Linked DNA regions of Mus musculus: region 1 is linked to region 2. The links are chromatin contacts, called in public Hi-C maps. All regions are on one chromosome and are shown on one strand. Each heading gives the region's core, a stretch centred on a gene start, on an enhancer-like site or on the middle of the called end of the contact. The rest is flanking DNA. Distances are from core to core; before and after follow the strand shown. Region 1 overlaps Babam2 (BRISC and BRCA1 A complex member 2). Region 2 overlaps Babam2 (BRISC and BRCA1 A complex member 2).

Region 1 (5,869 bases), core at 2,346-4,845, 200 kb after region 2:
GTGCTATGATATCCATATGTTTTGATTTTTCATGTGACTTTTAACAGTCAAACAGCTTTAAAAAATTTTTTTTCTAATCAAAGGAAAACTATAATCTACTTCATTCTGGTTCTAGATAAAGGTAGCAGAGAATGATTTTTTTGAGAGTATCTTACTATGTAGCCTTGGCTGTCTTGGAGCTCACTCTGTAGACCAGACTGACCTCCAACTCAGAGATCTGCCTGCCTCTGCTTCCCTATTGCTGGGAAGGGTAAGTCTCAACACCCAACAGAAATGTATTTTTAAAATCTCTCTTTGTTTTTTTAGAACAAACCATCAGAGAGATGACATTTAAGCCAAGAACACTGAGACTTAGAGTCATTACCTAAAGAAAATTCCTCCTGCATGACATTCAGGTGCCTCTACCTTCCCTTGTAGACTTCCCCGCTAATAGTACATCCTCACTGTTACAGATCACCACTGCAAAAATTCTTATTCCCCTTCTCATAGATAAAGTATTCCCAAAGATACATAGCTAGCTTCTTGTAGACCAGGCAGTCAGCCACTTGAGCTTCAACCTCACTGTACATTCAGAGACAGATAGACATAGTCCCCACCCTCTTTGCCACTTGCCCATGGTCCCTTCCACAGGGACCAAGTAGCATGCTGTAGAGAAGAAATGCGTGCAGCAGTTTAAGGGCACTGACCTTGGAGTCCTGGCAGCTGGTTTAAACCTGTCTCTGTCATTCAAGGACTGTGCAACTTTGGGGATATGCACAATCCTCCCAGGTCTTTGTCTCCTTGTCTTTAAACTGGTAAAGACTTGTTTAGAGGGGTAGTATGTGTCACATAGGGTTCTCTGTGTTGACATCTAACAAATTACCACAAACTCCCCCTTGTGAAGCACCACAGGTTATCGCTCCAGAGTTTTGATGGGCTATGAGGCCTACATACCATGCATGAGTCCAGACAGCTGCAATTAAGATTTAGGCTAGGACTTTTCTAAGTTGATTTGGGATGTTGGCAGAGTTCTGTTCCCTGTGGTAGTTGGATGCCATGCAGTTCCCTGTGTTCTTCCTTATTGGATGTCACCTGGAGATCACTCCCAGTTACTAGAAGCTGGTTTCATTCCCTGCTTAGTGGCCCCTCAATTTTTAAGCCAGCAGCAGTACATCAAATCCTCCTCATATTTCCAGTCTCTGACTTATGTGCCTAGCCTACACACCCAGATTTAAAGGAACCGTTCCACTGACAGTTTCCCTTTATTAACATCATCTGTACATATTGCCAGAAAACCTATTGCCAGAATGGAATCCACTGGCTTCAGTATCTCAGCTGTTACAGGGAACATGGAGTTTTAGAATTCTGGCTTCTGGCTACTGTGTAAGGTAATGTAAGTATATGTCTGGTAGCGTCTGGCATGTGGTGAGCTTGCAATAAAAAATAGCTCTCAGTGTGCTTTCTTACAGAGCAAAGATTTTAATTTTAATAGGTAATAGTATCAATAATAAGGCATACCCCAGTAATAATCTCCAAACCCCAGTGACCTGACCAGAGACTCTAAAATCTTAGACTGCTGACTCCTGTAGTTTTATTATCTTGATGCCAACACAGCTAATTAAAAAAATGGAAAAAAATCTCACTCTTTAGTTGTATAATTTGTATAAAACTAACTACTTTAAAAGACAAAACAAAAAGCAAAATAAGATACCTTGGTATTGTGTAGGTAACTTACACCTGTCTAGATTAGGGTGGGTGACCTTTTATAGTACTGTCTGCCTATGAGACAGTGAGATCTATGCATAGATGGCGTGATTGTTAGTGAATTTCGATGTATACCCCTCAGGCTGGTCCTAGCAGAGGCCTAGTAGGATCTTAGAATAGAGCTGAATCCCCAGTGTACCTACTTCAATGGTTTGTCACACATAAAGTCATAATATAAAAGGAATCACTAAGATAGTTCAAAAATAGCTCCTTAGACAACACATGGGAGTAATTCATCATGAGCCTTCCCAAACCATTTTCCATTTCCCTTCTTGCCTCAAGGTCAGAAAGAGATGTTTTTCTTACCCTCCCAAAGCAGTCCATGCCTTCCCATGGGTTGTGTTTCACTATACACTCTTTTATCGTTTGACATCCAGTTGTCTGTAAAGAATCATTTTCTTTTTAGCAAATACCTTTTTAACTGTATATTATGGATTATTTCACTGACTTTCACTGTTGATATTTTAATATTTTCAAATGTACTATGGGTTGTTTGGGTTTTTTTCCTTCAAAGTGTTTATTAGTAAATGCTCTAATCCAGTCTTATGCATTTGTCCTTTAAATAAAACTTCTAAATATAGGTTGACTCCTTGATTCAAGAGATAGACATAGATGTGACATCATAGTTTACATCTCAATCTCCAGTCCTCTCCATGGTCCCTGGGGGCCCCCTAGGACTCTTGTATTACAATCTGGAAATCTTAGTTCCAATTGGGTCCTCATAGCAGGGAGGGTAGGCATGGCCTGAGACCTCCTCAGAGGCCATGGCATGACATCCAAGTGGTTACAGTATAAACTCCTTTGTATGTTTATTTCCCCAGAAGTTGACCACCCCTCTTGGTTCTCTGTTGTTAGCTCCAAGAGTGCCTTGCTAGCGCCTTGTTTCTATTGAGCCTAAGCTATAGAAAGCCTTGGTCCCACCTGTCCCCGTGCCTAGTGAGCTGGCATCTTGGGAACCCACTGGCTCTGTGCTTCTCATCACACTCAGTTCTAGGGAAAACCTTGGTGGAGGCCAGATAACTCTCTCTAGGCCATGGTTTTGTCCTATCTCTTCCCTTCATATCTGTGCTCCTGGAACTCCAGTCTGACATCTAAGGATACAAAGTCTATCAGGAAGGCAAGAGATCTGTGAGTTTTGCTTACTCATATCCCAAGATCCCTGGACAAAGGGGACAGAGGAGCTAAGGCAGAAAGAGGAGTCACTGGCTGAAGGCAGAGCAGCCCATGCTAGACTCCAAGGAAGCTTTGTCCCAGGGCCCATGGGGTCAGATCTTGGGACCAACACTCAACCCAGCAGTGATTCGTGAACTTTTTTTGTCTCTTGCTTTGCCCTATTTCCTAGGACCAGTTCCCTTTAAAAACTCCCAACCTCATCTCAACTGAACTCCCCTTGGGAGAAGAAAGGGAAATTCTCAGGCCTTGGTCTGTCTGAACACCCTGAGAGGACAGTGTAGGTCCCTGTCCTCTTGAGCTGACAGGACTTGAGAAGGCTGTCCAATGCCTGCCATCCTGCCTGCCTGGGTTTCTCTGTGAAGCAGCTCCTGCATCCCTCTGAGCTTTCCCTCATGATTTAAAAATGTAGATGCTATCTATGGAAAGAAAGGTGAGATAAACAACATGGAATGAGAATCTTCAAGGGACATGGTTTGTTTTTACTGACAGAAGAGGGAGCAACAGGGATGGGAGGAATCCAGTTCTGCCTGACAACAGGCATCCTCTCCAAATTGCGTAGGTCAGAGAGAGTGTGTTATTTATTAGAGTCTGACATCTGTTGCTGTGATATGATAAGCTCCATTAAAAAGCCTGGCCATCAGTCAGCTGCTTATACAGCTTCATCCCAGAACTAGCCTCTCACTGGCCTGGGAGCCTGCACAGCCCTGACTGTACCAGGCACCAGCATTTGCAATGCTGCCCTGCCTTACCTCTTGCTGGGAAAGCCAATCAGAGCAAGTCCCCTCAGCAGGACCCCTTGGCCCATCTTTTCTCAGGCTTCTTTCTGCTTTTCCAAAGCTCTGTAGCTCTTGTGGTTTTGAGCTCTCTGTCTACCCCTCTTTCTCAGTGGAAAACAGGGTTGGGCCATAGTTTTAACCTCAGTCGTACAAGCCAAGATGCTGGCTTAAGTTGGGCTTATCAGGGGAGAGCCAGAGGTGGGAGGCATCTGGCCCATTGTCCAGTTTTTGCTAGGAAAGTCATGGTGGGGACTACTGAGTGCTCAAGCATGAAATCTAGTTATATCAGCCCCTGCCGTGGGGAAAGTCTTCTCCATCACTTTGTGAGGTTGCCAGATTGTTTGTGAGATATAGTCAATGTTTTCTTTCTTAGAAAAATATACAGCCGGGCAGTGGTGGAGCACGCCTTTAATCCCAGCACTTGGAAGGCAGAGGCAGGTGGATTTCTGAGTTCGAGGCCAGCCTGGACTACAGAGTGAGTTCCAGGACAGCCAGGACTGCACAGAGAAACCCTGTCTCAAAAACCAAAAAAACAAACAAACAAATATATATATATAAAATAAACAAATATATATATATATATATATATATATATATATATATATATATATATATATATATATATATACACACACACAAAAAGAAAGGGTAGAGAAGTTCTGAATTGGGGTTTTTAAATAACACACCCAAGAGGAATGTACATTGACTAATAGGATCAGAGTTCCCTTTGAACCATTGGAAGAAGACACATATAAGAAACCAAAGAAAATGCAAAGCTGAGAGTTAGGAGACTTGGATCTCATCCAGGTACCACTCTTAACTGCCTGTGTGATCTTGGGAAGGGCATGCCATTTTCTGGGCCTTGGTACCCTCATCTGAAAGCATCAGGCAAGTATCTACCTGTTATCACTAAACTGTGATCGATTCATGGAAATTTTAAGTGAAAAGTATGTTTAAGATAGCATGGCATAGTTTTTTTTATCTGTATTGAAAAACATCCATCCCTGTTAGCAGAGGTCAGATACAAACTGAAATCTTACTCTATAGAATTAAGGACACTGTGTACGTGATACTGTTTGTACAGCCTGCATCTGATATTTATAGAACACTTTGGCTGTGGAATGTGCACGCATATGCCCCGAATACACACCCTGTAAAATCACTCTAGATGCAATACATTTTCAGATGTCAAGTTAAAACAGCTTCCTGGGAATTAGGCTTGACTGTTCAGATGTGTGTGTGCTGGCTTCTGACACATGCCGCTAGGGCTGCTCAGGGCTGTCATGTGTGATGTGGAGGCCAGCCAAGGCAAGAGGGCTCAGACTCTTGTTTCTATCACTTCTCATTAAGGCAGAGATTGGAGGAGGAAGAGGAGGAGGAGGAGGAGGAAGCACCATCAGAGGATGGTCAGAGAATGGGGACTGTTCATACTGTGCAGATTATTGTGACAAGCAACAGGCCTTGCTTCTGCAGGAACAAGACTCTCTCTTGCCTGTCATCGGATCATTCAGCACAAGGAGCACTGGTGGCAAGAACTGATTCATGCCTGCTGAAGTGGAGTTGATAGAAATAAGCAAAAGAGTGACTAGGCAAATAGCTCTCTTGTCTTTCCTCAGTGATCCACAAAAGTCATAGCCAGCAGCAGAGCTAGGTTGGGTTGACCAAGCCAGAAAGTGTGCTTGAGAGCCAGACCAGATTCAGGACATGAGAGGGGGGGGGGGACTTTAAAAATCAGCTAGAAATGTGATAAACTTTGACTGTCACAGTGGCAATGACTGGCATAGAGTTGGCAATTGGGACATCAGTTTCATTTCTTGGAAGAGCCTGGTTAAGACGTACAGTACAAAGATTAGAACCCTGTGTACCTGAAGACTGGTCCAAGACAATACCTAAGCTGTGTGTGACCTCCTACTTCCCTTGCCGCCTGTGGCCCCAGGAGCAGCACATTGGAGTCAGGGCCTGGAGTGAGGAAGCTTGCATGTGGAGTGGCTTGGGGTGGCCTTCTGCTTCAACAGCTCACCCAGGAGGCTGAAGGCCTTCATGTCCTTGGGTTGAGCCCAGGATATTCTTGAGCAGAAATAACTTTCTGGGGGTCTAAAGACCCAAGGACTTTTAAGCAAGATGAATAAGCATAGCTAAATTTATTATTAGGGCTTATGAATGAGAGAAAAGAGTAA
Region 2 (6,558 bases), core at 3,800-6,299:
TGTGGTACCTGTGGTTTTACAGACATATATGCTGGCAAAACAACATACACATAAAATAAGACAAAATACTGTAAACAAAAATAATGGCATCACCCATCACCCATTAGCCAGAAAGAATTAAGAGCCTCTGTATCCTTAAAGGATAACACTAGGTAGACTCTTCCTGAAGTGGGAAACATTATAGGCCTTAGGATGGAAAAGATCTCAGAGATAATAAGACAAGTGAAAAGTCCCACCCTCGATAAAGTACCCAGCAGATGATGGCTTTTGTGGAGTTGGTCTTTGAACAGCAAATTCACTGAGTTACCATGTTGTAAGATAGCAATTCGTGCTCTAGGTTTTTAGTACTCTGTGGACCACACTGTTAAGGGTGTGGTTCAAGTATTTGGAAGAGAAAATAAAATTGTTTTTTTTAAAACCAATTAAAAGTACCTTCTCATTCTCATTTTAAGCAGCCATCTGCAAGCATATTAATTTTATGATTTCTATGACCTCCCTGTTTGATTATCCAGTGACCTGGTCCAGTAAACATTCGTCAAGCTCTGTCTTCCCTGGAGATATAAGCTGAGAGCATATAAGGCATTTTCCTCTTTTAAACAGTGTTCAGTGAGGAAAGTGTTGTGTTAATATTGTGAGCACAATTGTCTGAGAACACGGAGAACCTTCATCTGGATCTTTTATAACCATAAAAGGCAATGTGTCATGCTTTCCTGTTTTGCATGGATGAGGAGGGAGTAAAAAACACCAAAATAATTTTTATTGCATAGAAATATTTCCTTCCTGTCGGGTCCGCTCTCGACCAGCAAGAACGATACAACACTTCGGATTCTTCTCAACAGCCTTTATTGCAGTAATGCCTCAATGCTGCTACGGGGACCCCGGGCACCCAGGGAGGTCTGCTTACATACTCTCAGCCCCCATCCACTCACGGCAGGCCACGCCACCTCACCAGGCACGCAGCTTCAGCCAATCAGGGCGGCAGGGGCATGTCTCCACCAAATATGGACTTGTTTACACCACCAGCATCATGGTGCACCTGCGGAGCTCTCAAGATGGCCATGGCTTATTTTCAGGTGTATAAGGAAGTCAGGTGCAAGTCATAAGACTTAGCTGCAGTCCCGGGCACCATCTTGGGACTGCTGCCACACCCGCTCGTCACACTTTCCCTGCAGTTGGAGAGGCAGTAATGAGCCTGTGAAGTAGGATTCCTATAGCAGGGGACAGGAGGCAGGGGAATGTGGTGGGAATTCTCACAGGCTGGTCACAGAGCAGCCTAACAGAGTACCTGCTGCTCTTCCCTCACAGCCACTGGGACAGGCAGGGAAAACAGCGGTCCTCTTCTCCTGCAAGAGGAACTTCTGTCTATGACTGGTATAGAGAGGCCAGAGTCACAATCATCTGATCCCTGATCCCTAGAGAAGACCAGACAAGTGCCTTCCAAGTGGAGAAGGTTCTTTCAGAGAAGAAAATTGCTCCCTGCTGCAGATTGTCATAGTGTATCTACAGCTGTCTTAACATTGGAAACCATTACCACCATATAAGATTAATAGATCTGACCTATCGGTTGAGGAATAGCTAGCTAAGTGGTCATCACACCTCAGCATACCTTAGGCACCTGCCTTCCCACTAGATACCTTATGCCGGGCCCTCTCAGAGTTCTAGATGCTGAGCTGTTACCCTTCTTTGACCAATTCTCTTATTTTCTGGCCAAAAAGAATGTAGGCAGCCTGGTGTGGCTGGTGTGGTGATATCCCCAGGATTCTAGCACTTGGGGCTGAAGGCAAGAGAATCAGAAATTGAAATCCAGTTCTCTCTCTCTTCCCCTCTCTTCCTCTCTCCCTCTCTCCCTCTCTCCCTCTCTCCCTCTCTCCCTCTCTCTCCCTCTCTCCTTCTCTCTCTCCCCCTACCTTCCCCTCTCTCTCTCCTTCTCTCTCTCTCTCTGTGTTTGTGTGTGTGTGCATGTGTGTATATGCCCATGTGTCTGTCTGTCTGTCTGTCTTTATGTATGTATGTTTAAATTAAACAGAACTCTTTTCATCCAAAGTAGGAGATATCCATGGTTTCTTTACTCTGTTTTAGTTCCATTATTTTTCAGAAGACCAAGACCAAGTTATAGTCTGGATATGGAAATGACCTAGCAACCTGAACAGCACAGGGATATTTTCTCAGATGTTCCAAAGATGTTTTTATTTGTAATGATCAATTGTAATAAAACTGAGCCAACCTGAAATTGTTTATATTCATTGAAAGCAAGGAAACATTGAGACAAAATAACAGAAACCCAGAGTCTAAGATGTGATCTTGAATATTGCTGTGGGGAAAACAAAACAGCCCATTCACCAGGTTGTCGGTAACTTGAAAGTCAAGCACAGTTGTGTTTTTAGCATGTTCTGTTTCTCACCTAGAAGTTACCAGTGTAGCATTTCTAGGAAGGCACAATTGCATTCTTATCATAATGCAAGGAAATGTGGGGTGGTTGTTCTCTGATGTGGTTGAAATTGACATCACATAACTAAATGATTTATGATTTTTATTAAAAGCAGACGTAGTAGAAGAGGGAATGCTTGATGTCATCTGAGTTCTGTTAGTGGTTGAGAACAGGAAAGATATCAGGTTACACTTTAGTTCCACTGTCAGCTTTGCCCCAACCCAGACCTTGGGCAAGTTGCTTGTTTCTGTCTGTATATCTTATTTGAAATGAATGTAATACCTAGGTCAAATTGTATCTTTGAGGAAGAATGATGATAAATCTCCAGATGATAATAGTTGGTGCATTCTCTGGTTGGTTGTTTTTTTTGGTTTGGTTTGGTTTGGTTTTTGGCATATAGGGTACTTTATTAGTTAATTCTGTCCTTCAGTAATCTGGTCAACCCAGCAGCAGCTAGAAGTAGTGTAGGGTTCTCATTTGGAGACATGTTCCCTAGCTCTTTCCTTGACTCCTTGACTCCTTTATGTAGTTCAGCTCTGGTCCTATGTGGAAACTGGCTTCACCTTCTCTCAGTTTTGCTGACTCACTGTGAAAATACAAAATCCTATTCCTTTGACTGCCTGCATCACTCTCCTCTAGAAACCTTGCTAATTCCATCAGTCCAGGGCTTGTTTCCATTTCATATGTGTCCTCAGTACCTGGGTCATAATTTCTCCCTACCCTCTGCTGCTGTTCTCCATAGTTTATGACACATACGATGCTGGTTCATCATTGGTCCAGCCTGCCAGTTTCTCTCTATCTCCACGTTGGCTCTCTGCCCTCCCATTTCTGCCTACCTTCTCCTAACCCTCTTGTTTCTGAAGCCCTAGTACTCTTCTCTGCTTAGTAAGTCTCAAACCAGTGCCTCTTCCACACTTCCACATCTTGAGCCACTTCTGGACTTTAGCCTATCACTCATGATCATCTGCCTAGCAAGTCTGTACGTCAGCCCCACGCCCATAGCCCTCCTAACTGTCCACCTTGTTCACTGTGGTTGACACCACATGCTTTGCCCCTTTCTGTAATCTGACGGTTGAACATGGGAAGAAATCCTTAGAGACATACTAATTTGCTTCCCTAAAATTTGTGGTTCCCATTTTGTTTGGGACTCTTATTATGTCTGGGCTTTACAAACCTGATTCTTTAGCACATTTTCTTCAGCGACTATTAAATGTTTTCCATTTTTCCCTATATTTCCAGTTCTAACTAGAATCACTCTCCCTCTTTCTTGGAAGATTGTTTCCACTCTCCCTGAGTGATGGCTGCTCTTTGCTGCTGTGTGCTCTCGTGAGCAGAATGTTGTACATGTGCATTGTGTCCATGAGGTCTGGCTTAATTTCAAAGTAACAAGACTAATGCTTGTCTTTATCCCAGGCTTAAAAGGTAGCCATCTTTGAAATAAATGCAACTCTTCATTTGCATGCCTATATTTTATCCTTCAGTGATCTGCATTTATTGAGTACGCTGTATTGAGAAAAATTAGAAAAGGAACAGCAAAACCCCACACGCAGCCCATGACACAGATAGATAATGAAGGCAACAGAAGTAGTAATTGGTTATCCGTTTCCTTTTGTTCTTTCTGAAACTAAGGAACTGAGTAAGTCAATGTGGAAAGCAGTGTTTCTCGTACAAGTGTGCCCTGGTATCTTCATTTTGGATAGAAATGCTGGTACCTTATATATGTGCTATTCACATTGATGCTTGTTGCTGGAGAAAGTAAGATAAGAGGTTTGATCCACTGAAGGAATTTGGGCCGCCATGTTGTAGACCCAGACAGAGCTGAGCTAGTAGTTTAGAGGCCATAGTTGATGATTGTTTGGCCAGAGACTCTTCCTCCATCTCATAGTCTCTCAGTAAACCATATAAAAGAAGAACTTAGGGTAGTGCTAAGTGTCCCATCTCTAATACTTTCCCAGTCCGATCTAAGTGTTTATCTTAAAAGAAGCGTGTGTATCCAGGCACTCCCAGTTTCATTTTATATAACTTACTATGAGAAACAAATGAAATGAGTTCTTTTTTATTGAGGCTTTAAAAGCACAGAAGGAAGATGGTCCTTGTAGAATGCAGGTAAGAGCCCAGAAACAGCAACAGGAGAGCATTAGCAATCCTATTGCACAACGGTAGAGTTTTCTGTTTTGCACATTTCCTAACTTGAATACTCTCTAAAGTGCCATTTTTGTGTCAGATATGGCGTAGGTGATGTCATAAACAACAAATCTCAGTTTGAGATGACAGCATATTACTTGGAGTTTTGTTAACAAATACATGAGTGTAAATTGTTTTAAGCTTCATATTAAGCTTTAATGGGCAAAGACATAAATATTTTGCCTCTGTTAATGTTTAACTCCAGTAACAGTAAATCTTTTAAGTCCACAGAAACATGAAGTCATTGCACAATGAGCACTGCATTATAAATGTATTCTCTAGAAGTGATTTATGCATCTGACTTTTATGGCACTGAATTTCAAAACCTCATAAAAAGTCACTTTAGAGAAATGTCATGCTGACCTGTGTGGGAGAGGTAAAGTCTGTCTGTCTGTCCCTCCTATCCCAGCTGGAGTTTTACTTACATAGATTTGGGTACTTGTGCACTGCAGACAGCAAGTACTTGTTAACTAGATGAATATGTAGCACACATGTGACTTGTGTATTAATGACCTTTCTGAAATTTGAGGTTTTTTTTGTTTTTTTTTTTGTTTTTTTTTGCCCCACATGGCATAGTTTCTTTCTTCTGTCATGTCATTAATCCTCCTGATTGTGCAATTGCAAAAATGTTAGTGTGTCTAGGCTGTTGTCTCACAAGAGTCACAAACTTATTATATTTATTTTTAAAAACTCATAGCAAAGCATCTTTAATATAAGTCTGTTTTAATATTTTGGCATCTCCTACACATTGACTTATCACAGACGATTTTGTCTTTATTTTACTTTAAATGAAGCACTGTTTTCAGAGATGATTTCCTTAAATCCATCTGCAGTGAAAGAATGTAATTAATCTGACATTTTGTAAAGGTTTCATTGAATTATATTCTTGTCTTGTGCTGTACAGGGGTAAGTACTTATAAGTGTTCAGCTAAGATTAGCTTTAAGATGTGTTAAGGGAAAAAGATAACAGTACATATTTTATGATCAATATATTTTAATTAGTCAATTTTCAGATGAACTTGTCCATCTGTAAGTTGTAATCAGGATATGCCCAAGCACAAAAAAAAATATAATTTAGAGCCTAACAAATAGAAGAAAGAATTTTGAATATGTGTATGAGAAGCTCATGGCCAAGAACATGTTGGTCTGCATGTGACCTAGTGTATCGACACATTTGACAGTCTTCAGGGGCAGGGAAGCTTGACTTGGGCTTTCAAAAAACAAATAATTCTTCTTTTAATTTTTTTCTTCCAGATTACATGAATTTTGTTATCATTTGTTTATTAGCCACAATGAGTTAATTTAGACTTCAAAGTAAACATGCCTGCTTCTTGGGAGAATTTACAATTTTTACTTTACAGATGTCCGAGTTCGTGTGTATAACTTTTTGAGGGCATATGGACCCTTGCTTCAAAGTTTAGAAACTGTATTAAGTCTCCCGTGGCAGGGAGTCCCTCTGGGGGCTGATGGACATTCACCAGGAGAAGGCATGAAATATGCTTCCAAGGCTTTATCTTCTTTCTAGCCTAATGACTCTGCTCTTTAACTGAAATAAAGCGTCCACTCAGAAGCAACAATAGAGGACCTCATTTAAGATGAGTTTCCCCTCCCTTCTTGTTAATCATTACAAAAGTTGCTCAGACAGGCATCAGGCAGGCCCATGGACCTCCATGCCCTGTCTTGACTTCAATCTGTTGTCTCCACTTCTTTCTCATAGAGTCATTTATCTTCAGCAACATCTGTAGAGTCAACTCATTTGCTTTCTAACTTAGAAAAAAATATGAATGTTTGCCTTTGTTTGATTTTTCTCTCATTTGCCTTCATACTTTAGCAACTTCCTGATCTCTTTGTGCCAAGAATATGAAACTGATTTTCAAAATCCTCTTTTACTGTGTATTTGTGGCGTGCATGTGTGCATGCCACTGTGGGCCTGTAGAAGTAGAAGG

What was found. Hi-C and Micro-C count contacts between places; a contact is called where the count stands out from the background.
Region 1: a contact with region 2 is called in a Hi-C map of uterus, with 2.7 times the contacts expected there. The contact joins two enhancer-like sites. A contact is called at or near these places in 9 of 484 Hi-C or Micro-C datasets (embryonic fibroblasts, muscle stem cells, nephron progenitors and 1 more), 3 of 115 datasets of contacts at active chromatin or transcription factors (CD8 T cells, fibro-adipogenic progenitors and heart atrium) and 2 of 9 other capture datasets (adipose tissue and liver).

What each region holds. Positions count from the first base shown.
Region 1 is chr5:32,061,361-32,067,229 of GRCm38.p6, forward strand. All of the region lies in intron 11 of Babam2 (BRISC and BRCA1 A complex member 2), which reads left to right. Among named protein-coding and RNA genes, the nearest start is that of Gm40277, 26 kb to the right of the region's middle. Within about 2 kb of position 3,596, at least 23 of the 459 cell types and tissues checked have an H3K27ac peak or open chromatin away from gene starts, as enhancers often do. A contact at or near this core is called in uterus, where this site is marked.
Region 2 is chr5:31,858,047-31,864,604 of GRCm38.p6, forward strand. The region is part of intron 6 of Babam2 (BRISC and BRCA1 A complex member 2); the gene reads left to right. Among named protein-coding and RNA genes, the nearest start is that of Gm52770, 140 kb to the right of the region's middle. Within about 2 kb of position 5,050, at least 32 of the 459 cell types and tissues checked have an H3K27ac peak or open chromatin away from gene starts, as enhancers often do. A contact at or near this core is called in uterus, where this site is marked.